Linked DNA regions of Sus scrofa: region 1 is linked to region 2. Evidence: chromatin contacts called from public Hi-C data. All regions are on one chromosome and are shown on one strand. Each heading gives the region's core, a stretch centred on a gene start, on an enhancer-like site or on the middle of the called end of the contact. The rest is flanking DNA. Distances are from core to core; before and after follow the strand shown.

Region 1 (6,519 bases), core at 3,502-6,001, 410 kb after region 2:
TCCTCTCATGCCACACATCAAAACAAATTCCAGATTGACCAAAGAATTAAACAGAAAAAATGTAAACCAAATATAAACTTAGAAGAAAACACCTTAACTTTTTTTTTTTTTGTCTTTTGTCTTTTTAGGGCCGCACCCGAGGCATATGGAGGTTCCCAGCATAGGGGTCTAATCGGAGCTTCAGCTGCCAGCCTACACCACAGCTCACGGCAACGCCAGATCCTTAACCCACTGAGCGAGGCCAGGGATCAAACCTGCAACCCCATGGTTCCTAATCAGATTCATTTCCTGCACCACGACGGGAACTCCAACATTTTTTTTCTGTTATCTGAAGATAAAAGTGATTTAGATTATAAAAATACTGGAAGAAGTCATAGCAGAAAAAAGATTGATAGATTTTTTTAGTGCACAAAACTGAATTTTCTGAATCTTCAAACTGAGCATAAACTGAATTAAAAGACGAACAGCACAGTGTGATTTTTTTTTTTTGCCACAGATACCAAACATAAATAATCTTAAACACGTGAAGTGCTCTTAGCGATCAAGGAGGAAAACACCAAAGCACTAGACAGGAAAGAGACATAGATGACAGTTCTCAACGGAGGAAACACAAATCGTCAGGAAATTTTTTATTGCTCAGTTCATTAGTAATGCGAACATGTTAAGTTAAAAGTAGGGTTCTACATCGATCAGCTGGAAAAAGAATAAGTTAGGACAGCAAGATGGGCTGAAAGTGATAAATTAAGGCACTCAGCCTGGAAAGCAAATTGGCTTCAAAGTGTCTAGCGCCTCCAACTCACTGCTTAGATTTCTGGGTCTCTATACGAAGGGTGAAAATTTCAAAATGCAGATGAAAATTCAGGCACAGGGATCATTCATTCACTGCAGGGTAAGTTCAATAGCAAAACAAAGAGTGGCAACCCTCTAAATGCTCTTCAACTGCACGGAAATGGCTCTATTAGCACGTGTCCATTAGGCTAGCACATTCTCAGTATGATATTCTCATGCCCTTCGGACAAGAATGACATAGGAAGGGGGAATAAATTCACATTTCTCTAGTCTAATTAGCCTTTCCCATGTGCACCCCATCTGCATCAAGTGTCCAGCCTGTGCGAAGCTCTCTGCCCAGTATTGAAAGGGGTCAGAGTATGTCACCCCCAAATACTCCACTTTGGCATAAAGACTTTTTCTTTCTTTCTTTCTTTCTTTCTTTCTTTCTTTCTTTCTTTCTTTCTTTCTTTCTTTTTTTTTTTGAGCTAAAGTTGAGAATCAACACAACAGATACGGGAAGACATCTATGCCCTCCCCTTACCTGCCTACAAGCAGGACAAAAATTCCCCTTTGGGCAGGTGGCATCCGTTCTCACCACTCTCCTGTTCCAGAATGAGGAAAGCGACCTTTATCACCAGAGGCAGCAGCAAATTGAGCCTGCCTAAATAAACTTTCCTAAAATAACCTGTATCGTCCACAAGTTCCCCAATGTATTTCCTAATTATTTCCCCACAACGTAGTGTCCCTTGAGGTCCAAACCTTCCTACATTTGTTTAAAATGTTACCTAAGCTCCCAAGACGAATCCCTCCTTTGAATTTCACTTCTCTGTGAACTCCTGTGCATGTAAAATATTAATAAATGTGTATCCCTTCTCACTTGTTAATCTGTCTTTTGTGAGTTAAATTCATAGGCCCCCACACATAGAACCTAAGAGGGCAGAGGAAAAGTATTTCCTTCCCAATAGTTTTTGTCACATAGAAATTCCTTCATGAATCTTTGCTGTTATCATGGTTCTCATTTCGTCCTTGAAACAACTCTGTAAATTGGCATTGTTTTACCCATTTCAAGAAAGAGTGAGGCCAGGCTTTCTGAGGTCAAGTGCAGGGGTATCTAACTGAACTACTGTTTGGACAAAGATTGGTCAGACTCTACCAACTGTGTTTTTCCCAGCACAATTCTCCTCCTAAGACTGGAGAATTCAACAAGACTCATCATAAAATTCAATAATATTCCACATCAGAAAGTTGTTTTCAATAGTTTGTAGGGTTGCATTTTTTGTCCTTTGGGGTGGATAGGGAAATAAACTGCTAAATATGACTCTGATTGGTAGGAAGAAGGATAGTCTGAGATCGTCAGATTATTCAAAATTAAAGAGATGTTTTAAAAGAGCTATCATACTAAGAGTAATATTTTACCTGCAAAAAAAGAGTTAAAACTAAAAAAATTTACATTAGAATGATATGCCTTCTTTTCTTTGATGTTATCCAACTTAAAAGTTTTCTAATATCTGGAGGCAAGTATGCCTATAAATTGCAAATCTAAAATTCTAAGCCTGAACTCCAAAGCATGTTATTGAGTGGAATGCTATAAAAGCAACCCAGCTGTTACCATCGTTTGCTACAAACAGAGGTGTCTCAAAATGGCTTCAAGTGACTTACAAATATCGGGGATGCAAGAAAAAGAAATTTGTTTGTTTCTACTATTTCACGATGTGAGATACATTCTCTTTATTCGATTTTGCTGCCTACATTTTTTTCTTGGTTTATTTTTGAAAGATAGCATCCTTTTCACTATTTTCCAAACATTTGTATGTGAAGAGTTCATAAGAGGAGGGGTTGCTGCAAAGCGTGTCTCTGCTTGGGATAGAAAAGTTATTTCAGACTTTAAAATGATTTCAAATATATTTAGCTATTAGAAGGAAAAAAACACCATGCAAAAACATTGCATTCAAAGAGAGGTTTTTAAGTAAAGGGAGGTGAATTCTTGAGTTTCCAAGAATTCATCTCATTTTAACTTTTTTTAGGTACTCCAATGCAAATGTGTCTGTAACCATTGCCAACTTGAAGTGACGCACCTTGAATTGAAAGCATATTATTGAACGGGACACTATAAATGTGATCACAGCTGTTTCCTTACATGCTTCAAAACGTAGGTGTCTTAACATGGTGCGCCAAGTGGCTTTTAAATATTGACGATGCAAGAAACATTAATTTGTTTTATGGACCTGGGCACTGCAGGGATTTGTCAAGGCTTCAGATTTCACTGCTAGTAAAAGCTCTAAGTTGAGCCGCCCCTTACCACCAATCTCTTTACCTTGGACCTCCCCCAACTCCACTTTTCCAGCACAATAGACAGTTGAACCCCAGCATAATCAACCAATTGTATAAGACGGCTTATCATCAACCTAGAATATAGATGATACAAACGTCTTTCCATATTACGTGAGAGCAAACCTATTTTCATCAGACATTTATAAGGTCAACTCTTCTGACCTCTTTGTTCCCAAGGCAAGGGCAGAGAGGGCGGGCAGCAGGGAAGAGCAAGAGGAAAAAATTCACCTTTCCAAGTTCAGGGTGCTTTAGAACCAGGCATTACACATTTGCCATGTGGAGAGAAAGAGAGCGAGGGAGAGAGAGGAAGGAAATGGGAGTTCTCTGTCGAGAAAAGCGTCCTAGCGAGTGTGATAAGAGCAGTTTGGGGAAATAAACAACAGTGGTTTGGAGTTTGTTTCACTTTGCTCATTTGTTTCTAAGATACTGGTTTCAAATCACAATGAACATTTCAAAACTAAGTGAAACTTGACTTTAGAAACTGAGCATATGACCTTCAAGATCATCTAAAGGGAAAAATCCTACAATGGCTAGTGGTCACGTGGTATTGCTATGTGATTTATGCTTAGGAATCTGTGTTTTAACATTGAAGCGTGTCAACCACACACACAAACATTCCCAGTGTTTCTGCTGCCCTCATGCTAATGGTTTCAGAGGTATTTCCCTTCAAGTTTCTTGGAGGTCTGGTGGGGGTGGGGAATCAGAGAAGAAGCAGCTGGCCCCATGGGAAAGAGAGCTTGGGTGCAGCCTTGTGAGCTGGAAGAAAGATAAGCCAGGACCCAGCTATCTCATCCAGGCAGCCCAGGTGGGTGAGTGCCCACAGCCACCCTCAGACAATCTTCTTGGCCCCAAACTGCAGTCTGGTTGAAACCCAGCTTTCTGTGCCAAGGAATTTATTTATACTGGAATATCCAGAAACCAGCCTCCTTTTGATTTATCCAGCGTTCTTTTCACAATCATCGATTTTTTGTGGAATAAAACTCAGGAGAAACTCAACAATCCACCAGCCAGAATCCTTCTTGAACTAGTAAATTTGCATATTTACTATAAAATTTAAGGTTGAAGCTTGCACACTTCAGTGTTTCTGCCACTAGCAACGACAGATGATTTCTGGCTAATTTAAAGTCAACAGGAATTTGCTCCAAGGATACAAATTAGTTCCTGGAATTGTTTGGGAGAACTGTGTTTAGGCCAAAAATAAGGTCAGCAAAGCCCAGCAGACGTCCCGCTGAACTCTGCTCATCCTGGGCACACCCTGCCATGCCACCAGCCTCACGGCTGCCATCACAAATAATATTTAAGTGGCCCTAAGCCCAGCCCCAGTGGGACCACCAGACTGGCCACCCACCCATGCTCTAGCAGCCAGTGGTCAAGAGTAGAGAAGGGATCTGGAGATCCCTCTGTGGCATAATGGAATCTGCTATGTCTCTGCAGCTCCTGGATGCAGGTTCAATCCCGAGCCCGGCACAGTGGATTAAAGGCAGCTGCAGCAGAGGTAGCAACTGTGGCTCAGATCTGATCCCTGGCCGGGGGAACTCCATATGCCACAGGGCCAAAAAAAGAAAAAACAAACAAACACAAAAAGAAAAAGGATCTGCCTCCCTCTGGCTTCCACTGGGGTAGGGCAATCCCAGTCTCCCAACCATTTTTGGATCCTCCCCAAATAAGAAAGACACTGGGTAGGGCTTTCTGATCAGCACCTCACCTACACTCTCATTTAACTATGACAAATGCAACATCCCTGTTTTAAAGATGAGAAATTGAAGTTCAGACCAGTTGTCCATAAGGATGAGATCCAGGGTACTGAAGTACCATCCCCAAAATCAAAGATCTGTGAAATTGTGTAGAATCTAATTTGAATGAGAGGCATGTTTGAGTGTATTTTCTTTGAAAAGGGCTGATCTAAATGTGTTATAGGTGACATTACCCTTGGCCAAATCATAGGTTAAATAAAAACACCTTTTCTTCAAACACACTCGTATCATATATAGTTCGTGAATCTTTAAGAAGCAGTTAGAGCCTATTCTATTTCAGAAGCTGAAGACCTAACCTTCTTCACGCTGATCTGTCAACTTATCTGAAAATATGGGAGGAATAAGTTTCTCCTAGTTTGGAATAGGAAATTTATGGCTTAAAGATATGCAGAGGGGTTCAGGTTTTTGCCTCTCAGTGGCCCGGCAGCACACTACTGACCCCCTGTGGCCGCATTTCAAAGTGCCATCTTCAACTTCAACCCAGCTGCTGAGGGCCAAACAGCAACCGCTGCAGAGTTCCCCTGAATAACATGGTCCCTGTGCTCCTGTGTCATCATTGGGGAACCAGTTGTCACTGTACATTATACTAGAATGTGGAATTACTGAGATAATAATCCCAGATTTGCTCTGCCCAAAAGCACAGTCCTCAGCCTGAGAATTTGTCCATTTCTGCCCACAGCACTTCTACTGCATTTGTTTGCATTCATGGCACACCTTTTCTAGCTGAGCCATCTGATGAGCACTTTACCTACACTGTCTCATTTGGTCACTGCAATAATTGTGTTAACTTCATTTTACAGATGAGAAGTTGAAGTTCAGAGATGAGTTATTTGAACCCCTCCGATGCATAAAAAGAGATTTTGAAAAAAGGATTCAAATCTTCCTCCCCATCTTCAAGGTCTGCTAACATCTCCATTAAGGCTCTGATAACTATTTTTCCCACAGGAATTTCACCTCTTTGGGACTTTCATACCTAGCACATTCTGTATTATCTTTATGTGTGTGGTAAAAACTTTGGGTGGTGGCTGGATGGGAGGAAATGTGGGTTTGGAAACACAGAACAGAAAATCTTTCCAGGCGGGGCTCTGCACATGTAGTAGGAGAGAACAATAGTGACAGTGACAACTGACATTTAGCAACAACTCACTGTGTGCTGGGGACGAGACGTCTCAAAAGGCTTCACGTGCTCTAATGATTAAATCTTTATGCCAACCCCACAATGTAGGTATTATTAATATCTTTGTTTCAAGAGTAACAAAACTAAGGCACTGGGAAGTTAAATAAGTTGTTGTTATGAGTTGAATTATGTCTCCTAAAAATTCATGTGTTGAAGTCCTGATACCCAGAGCCTCTGAATGTGAGAAACAAGGTCACCGAAGATGTAATTAAGATAAGGTCATGTTGCAGGAAGGTGAGCTCCAACTGCAATACAACTGGATTCTTATAAAAAGAATGCCATGTGAAGAGACAGCCACATGCATAGGGAGATGCCATGTAAAGATGGGAGTCCTGCTGCCACAAGCCGAAGAACGCCAAACTGGCCAGCAAACCACCAGCAGCCAGAGGAGAGGCCTGCAACCAATCTGCCCTCACAGGCTTCAGAAGAAACAAACCCTGTCAACCCTTGATTTTGGATGTACAGCCTCCAGAACTGTGAGATGAT
Region 2 (6,937 bases), core at 84-2,583:
AACTATTATTATGAACTTCAGTGAAGGAAAATGTATTAAATTTGTTTTGATTGTCATTGTCTTTTGGAAAGGAGGGAAGTTAAATTTTCTGCGTGGTTTGGGTTGCTAGCTTGGGCGCCCAGGGCAGTTGTATTGGGAGGATCTGAGCATTTGGCAGAGGCTTTTACCCTGGCTGAAGAGCGATACAGGCAAGGGCATTAAAGAGCACATTTCAAAAATGTGCTTCAGGAGTTCCCATCGTGGTGCAGCGGAGGTGAGTCCAATTGGGAACCGTGGGGTTGCGGATTCAATCCCTGGCCTTGCTCAGTGGGTTAAGGATCGGGTGTTGCCGTGAGCTGTGGTGTAGCTTGCAGACATGGCTCAGATCTGGCATTGCTGTGGCTCTGGCATGGGCTGGCGGCTCTGATTGGACCCCTAGCCTGGGAACCTCCATGTGCCACGGGTTCGGCCCTGAAAGGACAAAAAAGACCAAAAAAAAAAAAAAAAAAAAAAAAAGTGCTTCAGATCTGCTGTCTCTGGGTCAGGGTAATAGAATCTTTGTTTCTTTCACTTCTCTCTTGTATCTCTTGTCTTCAGGTCTGGACTCAAGTTTGAGCTATAGATAAGCTGTACTATCTGTTAGGAAGGATTTTCTGAGCAGGCATGAGACTCTGGTGCTAACACAAATGAGAACATATTACCTCAACTCAAAACTTACTTTCCAATGAACAACTAGGTGTTTGGTCAGCTTTTCCCATCCAATTCTCAGGGCTCAGTCTCCAAAAAGAAAAGCTAAGGACACACAGAACAGAGGTCACTCACTGCCTGGAAGAAAGCACGGAAGCTCAGCCCTGAAGCAGGTGAGAAACCAAAGTTTCCTTCCCTTATAGGTTAAGAAGTTGACCTAAGCAGAGACTTTGGTTAAGGAATACGCTTCTGAGAGCGTTTCCAGGTTACCTCTCTGGATGGATGCTCCTAATGGAGGCAGAATCCAGTTTTTTTTTTTTTTTTTTTTCTTCCACTTTGCCAGATGATTTAGAACTGACTGTCCTTTATAACTAAATTCTGGTTAAGTATATAATCTTAATCAGCAAACCTGTTCTCAGATCACTAATTAAACATGAGCGGAAAATAAAAGACACAAAGATATATCATCTATAAGTTGATTTAAATTAATTTAACTTCTATAGGGATAAAGCTCCATGTGCCACTGGGGAAAGTCCTCTCAGAGGGCACAGGGGTCAGTTACAGATTTGCCCTCCCGCCCTTCCCCGCTGAACCTCTGCCCTGTCAGAGGAGACTACATTTCCCAGGCTCCCTTGCTGCTCTCTTTGGGCCATTGGGCCAGTGAGCGTCCCTGGTGGAGGACTGGAGGCACTAAAGGCACTGAAAGAAACTGGGTGCTTCCCAAGTCGTCTCTGAAGCCATGCTGCCCTGTGGCTCCAGTTCCCTCTGCCTAGCTCCTGCCACGGTGGTCCCAGCTCCTGGCAGGAGTCCTCATCCTTGTCCTAAACTCCTGCCAAACAGCCCTAGCTCATCACTTCCAGCAATTACACTTCCTCAATTGTAGAAGCAGCTTGCTGCTATCGCGAAGCTCTGGGTTACGACCAAGCTCGCATCTGGCTCCTCATCTCTCCCAATGTAACCAGTTTCCTGTATCTAACCCCTCAGTGTGAAAGAGCTACATGGGTTTCTGTTTTTGCCTTCCTTTTATTCTGGCATGTATCTAACTACTTCAGAGAGGAAGAGCTTTGGTCATTCTTTAGAGACAAGGAAGAGGAAGCACCATTTCCACTTACTATTTTTACCTTGTCTAGGACATATTATTTCTTCATTTTTGTCTCTCATAATAGATAGTTTTATGGAGCAAACAGTGACTCAGCAAATATTTCTTTTGTTTGTTTGCTTTTTTTTTTTTTAAGGGCCACATGTGCAGCATATGGAAGTTCCCAGGCTAGGGGTCCAACTGGAGTTGTTGCCACCAGCCTATGCCACAGCCACAGCAACGTGGGATCAGAGCTGCATCTGCGCCCTACACCAATAATTTCATAGCAACGCTGGATTCTTAACCCACTGAGCGGGACCAGGGATCGAACCTGCATCCTCAGGGATACTAGTCAGGTTCATTACCCTTGAGCCAGAATGGGCTCCTATGAATCAGCAAATATTTCTTAATACTTCCTTCCTTTCTTTCTACTAGGAGAGTTATGCTTAGCTCATTTCCATAACACACAAGTGCAGTTCATCCTAATAAAGGCAGCTGAAGCCTGAACTTTCTAGACTCTGGGTCTTTTCTTAGGCTTTTAAGATGTCTGCATCATTCTCTCTCACATGCAGACACAAGAATGGAGGCTGGGGCATGAATGCTGCCCCCTTAGAACCTTCCACGTCCTGCCTAAGTGCTTCACTGACCACTGTGAGCCCAGGAATCATCACAGGAGCAAGTAAGACCATGCTGCAGAAGGTACACTGACAGTATAGGTCCGTAATGGGCACTTGCCCATCTGTCGTATAGTTAGTTTTTTCCTTTTTAATAGAGTAGCTTTAGAGGCATTACAACATCTGAAGGGCCACACCAAAGGGGCCAGAGATGGCCTCATTAACAGAAGACTTGAAGATAGTCCTTACTCAGACACTCTAAGAGAGAGACGTGTGTTTTCTGTCCTTTAGAAAATGCCATTTTTTTTCTGGACGCCTTCCCTCCTTTCTTTCTTTCTTTTCTTTTCTTTTTTTTTTTTTTTTTTTGCTTTTTTTAGGGCTGCACCCATGGCATATGGAAGTTCCCAGGCTAGCGGTTGAATCAGAGCTGCAGCTGCCAGCCTATGCCACAGGCACAGCAACATGGGATCCGAGCCATGTCTGCGACCTACATCAACAGCTCATGGCAACGCCAGATCCTTAACCCACTGAGTGATGCCAGGGATCGAACCAGCATCCCCATGGATCCTAGTTGGGTTTATTACCACTGAGCCATGACAGGAACGCCTGTCTGGACATATTTCTAATGATTCTGCTTTAATAATCATATTTTACTTAGCTCTGAAAGAGTAAGTTTCTCTGATGAGCCACAGGAAAAATATCAGACTCTCAGCACATAATAGAAATAGTACAACTAAGCTTACAGAGTACTTTAGAATTTGCAAAGTACTTTCATAAACATTAGCTCAATCTTGCTGAGGGTTTGGAAAGTTGTTTTGGCAGTAAAAAAAAATTAAGACCTAGAGGTGCTGCCCTCAAATCATTTCAGAATTGAGATGAAATAACTTTTTAGGTACACCCTGCTCCTGTACAGGCAGTCATTTTCTTTTGATGTAATACTTGCTGCCTTTCAGGGAAATCCTTTATAACATTTGAGTCTTACTTTAACGGGGAGACAACATCAGACCTTCTGGCTATGGAGTCCTGGGCCATCTTTTGCTGTGTTGGAAGGAAAGTTTCAAAATTATTTGCCTAGTTAAGCAATTGACTCCTTTTGCTTTATTAAGCTCAGTCTCGTTATATCAAGTGTTCTTGCTGTGTTTCTTGGTAATGAGGCTTTTTAAGCTATTGTAGTTCAATAGAGACAGATAAAATATAACAATAGAGACAAGTGAATTTAATGACATGTACAATCTCAAATTTATGCTTCTCTATATGGTGAGCCTATTACTCTCTTCTTCTCTTTTCTTTTCTTTTCTTCTCTTTTCTTTTTTTATGGCTGCCCCTGTGGCATAAGGAAGTTCCTGGGCTAGGGATCGAATCTGAGCCACAGCTGCAAACTGCTGCAGCTGTGGCAACACTGGATCATTTAACCCTCTGTGCCAGGCCAGGGATCAAACCTGTGTCTCTGCAGTGACCCAAGCCAGGGCAGTTGGATTCTTAGCCCACTGCATCACCACAGGAACTCCTACTTTTTAAATATATAAAAGAGAACTTTCCACTGATTTTTTTTTTTTTACTCTTCCAGTCCCATGGCCATGCCTAGTGTAAGATTGCATAGGTTATCATGAAATCCTGAGATTTTCATCAATGTAAAAACAAACCCAAACTTGTTTCCAAACCTGCCTGATTGAAAATTAATTCTACCTTAATATGTACCATTTCCTTGTAAAGCAATGGGGTTCTCTTTTTTAGACAGAAGGAAATATCTTCCCTAGAGTTAAACACTCAAAATAATGGCTGTACGATTCATGCATCAGATTCTTTCTGAACATCTACCAATCCCAATATTATGCTAGGATTGATGCTATAAAGGAAGACATAGTCCTTTATAGAGCTTTTGCCTAAAGGGAGAGGCTCTTGAACTCTTAAAGTTTTAACAAAATAGACTCTTGTCATAATTCTACTGCTGAAGGACAAGTTACAGGTTTTCCATGTACTAATAACAATAATAATACTACTTGACATATATATGTATATATTTTGTACATACATTTATCTATGTACATGTATGCTATATTCATTGGGTATTTATCTTTTCTTCAGTGTCTATCACAGAACACGATAGAAGGTAAAGCCTTGTAAATATCTCCTGAATTAATGAACAAAATAAATGTGATTTGATTTTAAGATTAAAAGAATCTCTAACACAGGAAGAATCTTTTTGACCTAAATCTTTGGAGGTCTCCCCAAACTTCATCCTTGGAGCATAATCTTTAGAATGAGAATCTTACTCCCCAGTTCTTCTTTCAAATCAATTTAAGAAATATCTTTTAGGGAGTTCCCTCCATGGCTCAGCAGTTGGCAAACCCAATGAGGATCTGTGAGGATTCAGATTCAATCCCTGGCCTCACTCGGTGGGTTAAGGATCTGGTGTTGCTATGGACTGTGGTGTAGGTGGCAGACTCTGCATGGATCTGGCATTGCTGTGGCTGTGGTGCAAGCCAGCAGCTGTAGCTCCAATTCAACCCCTGGCCTGGGAACCTCCACATACCGTGGGTGCGGCCCTAAAATAGCACACACACACACACACACACAAAGAAAGAAATATCTTTTGAACAACGACTGTATGCCAGACAATGGTAAGCATTAAGATATAAAAGTGATTTCAGTAAGGTCTTATCCTCCCCAGACCTCTCTCTCTCAGGAACTCAAACATAACGTGGAAATAAAGATCCAGGAGGCTAAGGATATAGAATATATTTTATCTTTTTCTCTCCAGTTCCAGGGCACATAGCAGATATTTAGCAGAAGGTTGTTGAGTAAACTGATGAATGGATAGATGAATTAAGACTTAAAATGAGAACAGCAATGAAGGAGTAGTTCTCACTTGATGTATGTATGAGGGAAAAGGGGTTGAGTCTGGAAAGGCTGCAGATTGGAGGTGACAAGTGAATGTGGTTTTGAAGATGAGATGCTTTTCAGGTGAAGAAGGGGAAACAAACAGCATAGTCCGGAAGGCAGTATGAACATGGGAGAGTAAAAGAACATGCTGGGGTGCTTTCCTTTGGGAAGCTGGGGGAAATATTGGCTGTTTCTAGTTGGAGAGAGCATATTTCTCTTTGTAACATTCTTTCATCATGGTGGAGAAGCAGCCTGGTCCAGCTTTCTAGAAGCGCTCACTTCCCCATTCCACCCTCAACGTATTTGGTTCTCAGTTTGGGAGGAAGGCAGAGCAAGAAATGTTGGAGACAGGAGAAATGAGAAAACAGTGTTCAGAACTATTCACTTTATTTAGGTGTTATTCTTACCTGCCTCATTCTGATGAGCACCTGCAAAAATTCATGATCGATTCTTTGGATTGTTGCCAAAGTTTGAATATAATATACCTCGGCAATCACATATTGAATCCAGAAGGACATTATTGAATTAATTTGTTAAAGAATTCAAAAATTCCCTCCTTCAGTTGTTTATTAAAAAAAAAAAAAAACAAAACAAAAAAGCAAAAACAAAGTCCTGGTGCTAGCCAGGCTTGCTTTCAAATGGGCCGGACCATTTTTGAACAGCTACTTACAACATCCTACCAGTTTCCATTTTGTAACCAGCATGAAGTTAACATTTTTAAGAGAGAGAACAACTTCACTACTAACCCAGCTATGAAGAAAAGATATTCAACTTTCTAATAAAATAGTAATGCTGCAAGCTCAGCGGCTCATAAAACATTTACAACCTTCAGCCAGTAAAGTGCAGAACAAGAGATTTAAATGTTGCAGGTTGATGGAATGAAGGAATGCTTGGTATAAATATCACCCCAAAGTATGGGCTGCAGGGGGTTCAGGAGAAAAGGTCCCCTTGTGGCTGGCAGGTGGCTATTTTGTAGTTAACCAGAGGTGTATGGTCCCTTTCTGACATTTTTCTTTGATAACCTACAATTGAAACATGAAATAGGATGGGTGGAGAGAATAGGAATCCAGCTGGAATGATGATCCTTTCAATGTGTGTTACATCTTCAGTGAAACAATTACAGTACATACCAATAAGAGTAGCATGGCCAGAGGCGTGCCTAAGGTTGGCCATGCCTAGCTCAGGGGTCTTTCTGCTGTGCAGTATTCCCACAGGTGGGAGGAAGAGGCTTGCACCAAGAGGCAACTCTGTCTACTCTGTGGGTGTTTGAGTGAGTGTGAGATGTAGGGTGAGAGCTAGTTGCCTCCTCCTGTTTTTCTCTGAGGACTACAACTGGGCATGCAGTAACAGGAACACATTCCTATTTTATAACAGGGATTTGTATATACAAATTGTGTGTTAGAAAGTAGGGATTTATTCATGTGTGCTGTCAATCTGAGGATTTGTTTTTCAATTCTGGAAAATTCTCAGCTTTACTAATTATCTGCCGAATCCTCAGTTCTCTACTTTGGAACTTTTATATTATATCTCTGCGAAAGCTTGAAGCTAGTCTTTTCTATCTCACGTTTATTTCATTGGTTCTCTGCGCCAAGTGAATTCCCCAGCATGCCTTCCAGCTCATTAATTCTCATTGTTCGTCTAGCGTAGTTTTTATTTTTTTCTAATTGTAATGGATTTTCTCCTGGTTCTTTATTTT

What was found. Hi-C and Micro-C count contacts between places; a contact is called where the count stands out from the background.
Region 1: a contact with region 2 is called in a Hi-C map of skeletal muscle, with 5 times the contacts expected there. The contact joins two enhancer-like sites. A contact is called at or near these places in 1 of 5 promoter capture datasets (liver), 20 of 47 Hi-C or Micro-C datasets (alveolar macrophages, brain, embryonic fibroblasts and 12 more) and 2 of 2 datasets of contacts at active chromatin or transcription factors (alveolar macrophages and skeletal muscle).

What each region holds. Positions count from the first base shown.
Region 1 is chr1:27,103,185-27,109,703 of Sscrofa11.1, forward strand. No RefSeq gene overlaps it. Among named protein-coding and RNA genes, the nearest start is that of IL20RA, 31 kb to the right of the region's middle. Within about 2 kb of position 4,752, at least 24 of the 83 cell types and tissues checked have an H3K27ac peak or open chromatin away from gene starts, as enhancers often do. A contact at or near this core is called in liver, mesenteric adipose tissue, retroperitoneal adipose tissue and 1 more, where this site is marked.
Region 2 is chr1:26,698,553-26,705,489 of Sscrofa11.1, forward strand. No RefSeq gene overlaps it. Among named protein-coding and RNA genes, the nearest start is that of OLIG3, 99 kb to the right of the region's middle. Within about 2 kb of position 1,334, at least 18 of the 83 cell types and tissues checked have an H3K27ac peak or open chromatin away from gene starts, as enhancers often do. A contact at or near this core is called in liver, mesenteric adipose tissue, retroperitoneal adipose tissue and 1 more, where this site is marked.